Linked DNA regions of Oryctolagus cuniculus: region 1 is linked to region 2. The links are chromatin contacts, called in public Micro-C maps. All regions are on one chromosome and are shown on one strand. Each heading gives the region's core, a stretch centred on a gene start, on an enhancer-like site or on the middle of the called end of the contact. The rest is flanking DNA. Distances are from core to core; before and after follow the strand shown. Region 1 holds the start of PTBP3 (polypyrimidine tract binding protein 3). Region 2 holds the start of UGCG (UDP-glucose ceramide glucosyltransferase).

The links. A called contact is a pair of places that touch in the nucleus more often than the background predicts.
Region 1: a Micro-C map of ear pinna shows a contact between it and region 2, with 9 times the contacts expected there. The contact joins the promoter of PTBP3 here to the promoter of UGCG in region 2. A contact is called at or near these places in 3 of 6 Hi-C or Micro-C datasets (ear pinna, psoas muscle and an unstated tissue).

Annotation. Positions count from the first base shown.
Region 1 is chr1:215,922,744-215,926,315 of mOryCun1.1, reverse strand. PTBP3 (polypyrimidine tract binding protein 3) reads left to right here and starts at 1,458. Exons shown (of 14, transcript XM_051843126.2): 1 at 1,458-1,688.
Region 2 is chr1:215,474,572-215,478,375 of mOryCun1.1, reverse strand. UGCG (UDP-glucose ceramide glucosyltransferase) reads right to left here and starts at 1,609. Exons shown (of 9, transcript XM_070055584.1): 1 at 1,222-1,609. The coding sequence starts at 1,319.

The DNA.
Region 1 (3,572 bases), core at 209-2,708, 450 kb before region 2:
TGGTGTTTTTCCAGGCACATTAGCAGAGGGCTGGATGGAAAGTGGAGCAGCTGGGATTCTGGACTCAGGCCTTGGCTTAGCCGCCATACCACAGTGCCAGCCCCTGAAACCTTAAATTTCCACCTGACAATGCAGGGTGGCAATGTTTGCAAATTTAGTCTTAGGACTTAACATACAAAAAAATATATACACTCAACGTTTTGGGAAAAAGGGACTGAAGTACTTAAAACATGTCCTTAGTGAATTATATACCCTATTTAAAGATTTCTTTTTTGTCCACAAAAGCCATACACTGACCAAGGGGTCTACCCAGTCCTGAAGGGTGGAATCTAATTTTTGCGTATCCCTGCAGTGGCTGGCACACAGTACATGCGCAATAAGTACTGACTGCACGATGGGTGAATCCAGTTTAAATCTTTTCAGGAGCCCCCACTTGCTTTTCAAATGAGGTGACAGAGGGAAGGGACTTTTCTAGGAGAGCAAAATAATTTGGTTGAAGACAGCATTTAATGGCTCACGTTTTGGTGATCTGGGGATGGAAAAAAATCATTCAAATCTCAGAACTAAGACTACAAAAGGAGAAAAAAAAAGCGTATGGTCGCTGGTTATATACACCCATTATAGATAATATGTAAATAAATATCTTTTTTTTTTCTCAGATTACAGGGAAGGGCTCTGTGCAAAAGTTTCCTCGTTATGAAATCGCGGGCAAATCACTCCATGTCTGTATTTTTCAACCGAAAAAAGCGAATAATCTTTTCCTAAACACCCTCTTCCCCCAAACACACACCCCTGAGGAATGAATGAGCGAACTTTCGGAACACGCCGGTAATGCACTGAACGTTTCAGGTCAACTCGCACCCTGAGAGCCCCGTGAAAAACTCAGAGGTCCTCCAGTCCGGGGGGTCTCAGAGCCTCAGTCGTCTTCGCAACCGCACCTCGCGGGCGACGGCCGATCGCAGGGCCCGTCCGGATCGGGGCTCGACCCTCCCTAGGTCTGCAGGCCGGCGCTCCGCTGACCACGGCCAGTGGGTGGCCTCCGGTGCGCCACCGACAGGGGGGCAATTCCGCCTCTGTCCTGGGGTCCTGGAGGGACACCCTTACCTACGCGAACGAGCCAGGTTCCCCCCAGGCTTTTCCCGCCGGCAGAGGGAGGAGTTCAAGCCGGACCGCCCCAGCTTGCGAAGCCGGAAGACCCGCGCAGCCGGGGCGGGGCGGACGGCGGAGCGGGAAGCACAAGGCGCGCGCTCCCGCGAACGCAGGCGGGGGGAGGTGCCGGGGGCGCGCACGCGCGCCGGGCCGAGAGCCAGGGGGCGGGGCCTCACGCCGACAGACAGCAGGAAGAGGGCGCCCTGGAGCCGAGCCGGAGGCCGGCTGAAAGCGGGCCAAGGGTGGGTGCGAGCGCAGGGGCGGGCCCCCAGGGAGGGCGTCGACGCCGCGGGGGCGGGGTCAGGCCAAGCGGGGACGCGCTCGCGGGGTGGGGAAGGCGGGGGCGCGGCGGTGGCGGGAGCGTGCCCGGTCCCCGCCCCTGTTTCCCACTCTCCTTCCACCTCCGACCGGCCGGGGCTCGGCAGAGGCGCCGCACGTCAGTCCCCGGAGCCGCCCAGCTGCCGCTGCCTGGCCTGCTCCGCTCGCGGTGAGCCCGTCAGTTCCCGCACCGTGCGCTCCTCCAACTGGGCCATGGATGGGTAAGTGCTTGGCGGCGCGGCGGCCGTGCCGGGCTGCGCTGGCCCCGCTTCCTCCCTCGGCGCGTCCCGCCAAGGCCGGGGAGCCCGGGCGCGGCGCCGGCGGCCCGAGGAGCGGCTCCGGCCGGGCTCGACGGCGGGGCTTCCGGGCGCCTCGGTGGGGGGACCTCCGAGTCGCGGAGGCGCCGTGCGCCGCAGCCGCTCCTTCCTGCACGCGGCGGCCCCGCGGCGTCCGCCCCTTCACACCCGCAACAGCGCACACCCCGGGAAGCGAAGGGGAACCCGGTGCAGCCGCCGGGGGGCCGGGTCCGCCCTTCGCGCTCCGAGTCCCGGGAGCCTGGCCGGCCGGCCGGCCTCCCGACACTTCCTCTCAAAAAATGGTGCGCGGCGCCGGGGGAGGCGGAGGCGGCGCTCGGGGCGGGCGCCGGTCCTGCCGCGCTCCGGTCCTGCCGCCTGGGGAGTTGCTGTTTACCGGCGAGGTGGGGCGAGTGCCGGCGCTCTCCCCGGCGGCGAGGCGAGCGGCGAGCGCGCGCGTCCGGACACGTCTGGGCGGCGACCGGGTGCCGAACCCCGGCCCGGCGCGGGGAGGCTCGGGGCCGCCGGGCACTGGCCCAGGTCCCCCGACCCGGGCTGTGGGGATACGGTAGTCATTTCTGGGTACCTAGCGTCTGGTACCGCGACCTGGTGGCCGCGGACCCTTCCCCGTCGCGCCCCCACCCCTGAGAAACTTCCTGATCGCGCTGTCCTGTGTGTGTGAAAAACACTGTGAAAGTGTCATTTTTCAGGCAGCTTTCAGAGGCTCAAAAATGGATTAGGTCCTCGACCTTTAAAATAATAACAAAAATTTGGAATCACCTGCACTGTAAAACAGTTTCTCTGGGGACTCGGGGTGTAGGGTGGGACCTGACATGTTAATTATTAGGAAAAAAAACTAGGATTTTGGTAAATTAATTGAAGGTTCGTAGTATGTGCATCAGGATTTAGAAAAGTCCCAGCTCTGTCCGAGTTAGAGGTTGCGAATCCATTTATTTATTCCATTTTACACTTGAGGTTTTGCTTGGCCTGTTACCTACTTTGGATGATAAGGTTTCTATAAGCCCCTTGCTTGTGGAAGATGCGGGACTAGCTTGGACAGTGAAAGCCACTTACATGTTGCCATGCATGATGGTTGTTGTCGTGCTGTGTAAAGACGATGGAATCTTCCAACAATTTTTGTCCTCATAAGATTTCATTTATCTTAGTTTCACAATACGAAATGTGTGATACTAGGGAATAACTCATTTGAATCCAGATTGCACGCTCTTAAAGACATCAAATTACAATTTTAGAATTTATGGTTGTGATCATCTTTAAAGTATTGCTTTTTATGTAGATGGAAATGCTTTATTGTCTAGTTGAAGCTCTCTGCGAACACTGTGGAAGATTTAGGTCTATTTCACATTACCTTACTCAGTTACATTTTGTGTATGTGCAAGATTTTGCTGTTTCAATGATTTGTGTCATTATGCCAGTTTTCAGTCCAGGAAGGCCATGAAATTATTGTTTTGGTATTTGTAGGGAATTGTGGCTAGAAGGTTTGACTTTATTTAGGGAAGCAAGCTAGCTTTTCCTGTCCTAAAATTTATAGTTATAATAAAGAAAAGTTTTATAATAAAAACAACTTTTGGAACTTCTTTGTTAAGCTCTTGAACAACTGAGCAGTGCCAGCTTATTCTTTGGCTAGTGTTTAAAAAGTTTGTGGTTTTGAAGTGAAGAATGAGTTTATTGGTCTAAATATGGAGGGTAGTGACACAGATAGTGGAAGGTAAGTTCATTAGGTAGCTCAAGTAGGAGCATGATTGGCCGCCTGTGTCAGGACTAGTAACCATAGGTATTGCACAGTTTTAC
Region 2 (3,804 bases), core at 360-2,859:
TCCCTCACCTCCAAAGATACACCAATGCATCTGCACAAGCAGCGGATCTTTCTCCAGGCCCCAGAAATGCCGCCCAATACTAACACCATGCATTCCAGGAAAGGAAAGGCACACCTTCTCTGTACTTAGGAAAAGCTAAAAGTAATAAATTTCTTAAAACCCTCCTTCTCTTCAACTAACATATACCCCATTCTAGCTGGTGATAAAGATTTTTTTTTCTTTTGCAGGCTAAAAAGCTATGTGCATCCTTACTATGTGCTCTACGCAATTCTTTCATTCATTGACATAGATTTCATTTTAAACACAGCTTAACTCTTGAAACAGCAAAACTAGTCGCACGCCTCAAGTCTCTATTCATCCCCCTCATGCTGTTCTTTTTTATTCAGTTTTTTTTTTTTTTTTTATCACTATCTGGACTTGGGTGATCTGCCTCCTCCTTTTCAATGGAAGCGCCACGAGAACAGGAATTCTGTCCTGCTCTCTGTTGTGTCCCCAGCCCCAAGACGGTGAATGGGATCTGTAGGCCTCAAGAACTATGTGTTACATGAAGGCTGAAGAGACCTAGGCAGCAGGACGGAGGGTACAGATCTAAACAGACCCACTGATGAGGAATCGAAAATAGGAGAGAAAATCAAACTGCATTGTAGAACCCGGGACAACAGAGCTACAGCGCCAGCTCGGAGGTCTGGTGGACATTTTTTTTTTTTTTTTTTTTTTTTTGAGGTAGACAGGTGCTTCACACCTTTCTGAGAACAGAGAGCTCTCCTAGGAAGCAGAGAATCCACAGGGGGGTCTCCAGGACGCGGGCAGCGGCTACCAGAAGAGCGGGAACGATCACCATCGTAACAGGGACGTAGCCCAGGTCGAGAGAGAAAACAATCCACCATACGTCTTGGCCCAGATGAAACATCACACGGATCCCCACACAATCAGACCCAGCCAGCAGCCTTCCGCCTGACACGTAAGAGCAGCCTCCTCTGCTCTGGCTTTGCAGCCGCCTGCAACCCAGCAGCCCAACACGATCCTCTCCCACCCCTCCCCCTACAAGGACCCCCGCTCAACCGGGCCAAGGGGAGAGCGGATGGGGGGGATCAGCCTGGGCATCCGCTGTCTCCACCCCCACCCAACTCCAGTGCCCTCCAAAGCGCAAAAAGCCTCCCGCCCTCGCCTGTCCACCCGGCCGGACCCCGCCACGAGCTGCTCCGGCTGCCTCTCACTCACGTGTAGATGATGGCCATGAAATGCATCAGCCACAGCACCAAGAACAGGACGAATCCGAAGACGGCCATTCCCTCCAGGGCCAGGTCCAGCAGCGCCATCCCCCGGCCCGCCGGCCGGGCCCGGCCCGCTCCGGCCGCTACCGCCGCCGCCCGCGCTCGCGCCGGAGGAGGACTGGGTGGGCGCCCGATGCGGGGGCGCAGGGAGGCGAGAGGAAGGTGGGGGAGAGGAAGGGGAGGAGGGGGGTGGGGACGGAAGGGGCGGGCAGGGCCTGCGCGCCCCCGTCCGCGCGCACTTGCCCGCGCGCTGCCTTCGGCGCGCTCGCGGCTGCGGGCGCTGCGGGGCCGCGCTCTGTGGTCAGGGCAGCCGCTGCCCAGCACCCGGGCTCGCCTCTCCCGACGCCGGCGGCCGCGGGTCGGTCCCTACGACCTGCTGTCGCCCCGCCGCCTCCCCGCCGGGCTCCGGGCCGCGTAGCTCAGCCGCTCTGCTTCGCCGCCGCAGGTCCGCGCACTAATGGAAACCGGCGGCCCGCGCCCCGACTCCCCGGCGCGCCCCGCCCCGCCTCCGCCCTCTGGACCCGCGGCGCCCGCCCCCCGGGGGCGGTGCGCCCGCTCCTGCCCGCCCACCGCGCCGCCCGCGCGCCCGCAGCGTCGCCGGCGCGAGTGCGCCCCTGGGCGGCTTCCCTGGTGGGGCGCAGACGGGCCTTGCACCCGCTCGGGTTTTCGCTGCTGTGCACCCGGCAGTCCCGGGCGGAGGCGCCGAGACCGGCAACGCTGCAGCCCTGGCCAGGTCCCTCGGCTGCGGCTGCGGCTCGGCACCTGGTGTCTAGTCGGAGGCTGCTGTCGCTGTATCTGTGGCTCTGCAGCTCCCGGGCGCCCCCAGAAAAAGGCACGGGGCTCCGGGCAGCCTCCCGAGCTGGGCTCGCTGCGTCTGCAGCCTCCTGATCGGGCATGGCTACCAGCCCTCGTTCCTTCGCGCCAGGGTTTCCCTTTGCCTTCCGTCCTCGCTGCTCTGAATGCTGTGGGATCTTGGATCGAAACGGACCCAAGAGCAAAATAAGCTCCAGGTGCCTCACAGAGCTCTGAGCGTTTTAGAGACGGTGTGTATTATAAATGGAATTCCCAAGTTCAGGATGTGAAGAATCAAATGATAATCAGGCCCTCTAAGACCGTGCTGGCCAAAACGGTAGCCACATGGGGCCACGCGAGCCCCTAGCGTGTAGCAAATTCAGACTGAGTTGTGCTGTGTTAATTCGCCCCCAAGGTTCAAGGCCATCTCGTTAATGCGTGGTATCTTGATGACGCACACGCTGAAACGATACATTTTGGATATATTAGGTTAAAAATGAGTTTCACGTTTCAAAAAACTTAAAATGTGGCTAGCTAACTATTAGAAAAATGTAATTGTCCAGGTTGATGGTCACTGCTCTAAAATGGAAAGAGTCCCTGGACAGTAAGGTAACCAGTGTTTATTTTTAAAATGCCCATCGAGGGAGATTTTGTTTCTTTAGCCCAGATGAGTTTATACTGTTTCTCGGTGGTTTTGTTTAAACAATGTTTATTATTTCAAGTTATTTCCTTTTAAACACTCCATGACCTATCTTGGCAGATTTCAGAATTGTGTCCAATTTCGAAAAGAAGTGGTTTCTTATTGCTATTTCTTATAGATAATGATGATTGAATGAGCTATCTCAGTCCACAATTAAATGATAAACTACAATTTAGAAAAATAGTTTCTACATTGAGAATCAGTTTCGGATGTTTAATAGCTTTTTTAAGGTTTATTTATTTATTTGAAAGGCAGAATTACAGTGAGACACAGGCGGGGGGGGGGGGGAGGTCTTTATCTACTTCTGGGTCTCCCACATGGGTTCAGGGGCCCAAAGACTTGGGCCATATTCTACTGCTTTCCCAGGTCATAGCAGAGCTGGATCAGAAGTGGAGCAGCCAAGACTTGAACAGGCGCCCATATGGGATGTGGGCACTGCAGGCGGCAGTTTTACCTGCTACGCCACAGTGCCGGCCCCACATAGCTTTCGTTCTACCCAAGTCAGTGGTAAAGACTTCCTGGGCAGGCGTTTGGCACAGCAATGAAGACACCACTTGGGATCCTGCATCCAGTATTGAGGTGCCTTGGTTTGAGTTTTCCAATTCCAGCTTCCTGGTGATGCCCACCCCGGAGACAGCAGGTGATAGTTGAAGTACTTGGTCAGATCTCTGGCACTCCTGTGGGAGACCAGTCCTGGCTCCTGGCTGGATCAGGCCATAGTGGCCATTTGGGGAGTGAATCAGCAGGTAGAATCTCTCTGTCTCTCTTTTCTGTTACTCTGCCTTTCAAATACACAAATCTTTTTTTTAAACTGTGGCTTACATAGGTAAAAAACAAACAAACAAATCCTCTTCTAAGACATACTTTTGACAAACACTTGAACACATTTTAACATTTCTGAAACAGTAATACATCTAATAATCAATGGCTACTTATAATTAGTTGGCAGATGTTTTATTCTTAGTTGAATATAAAATAATGATGCATCATATATATCCATGTGTACACACATGCATCTTATTTAGAATAATTGAGATT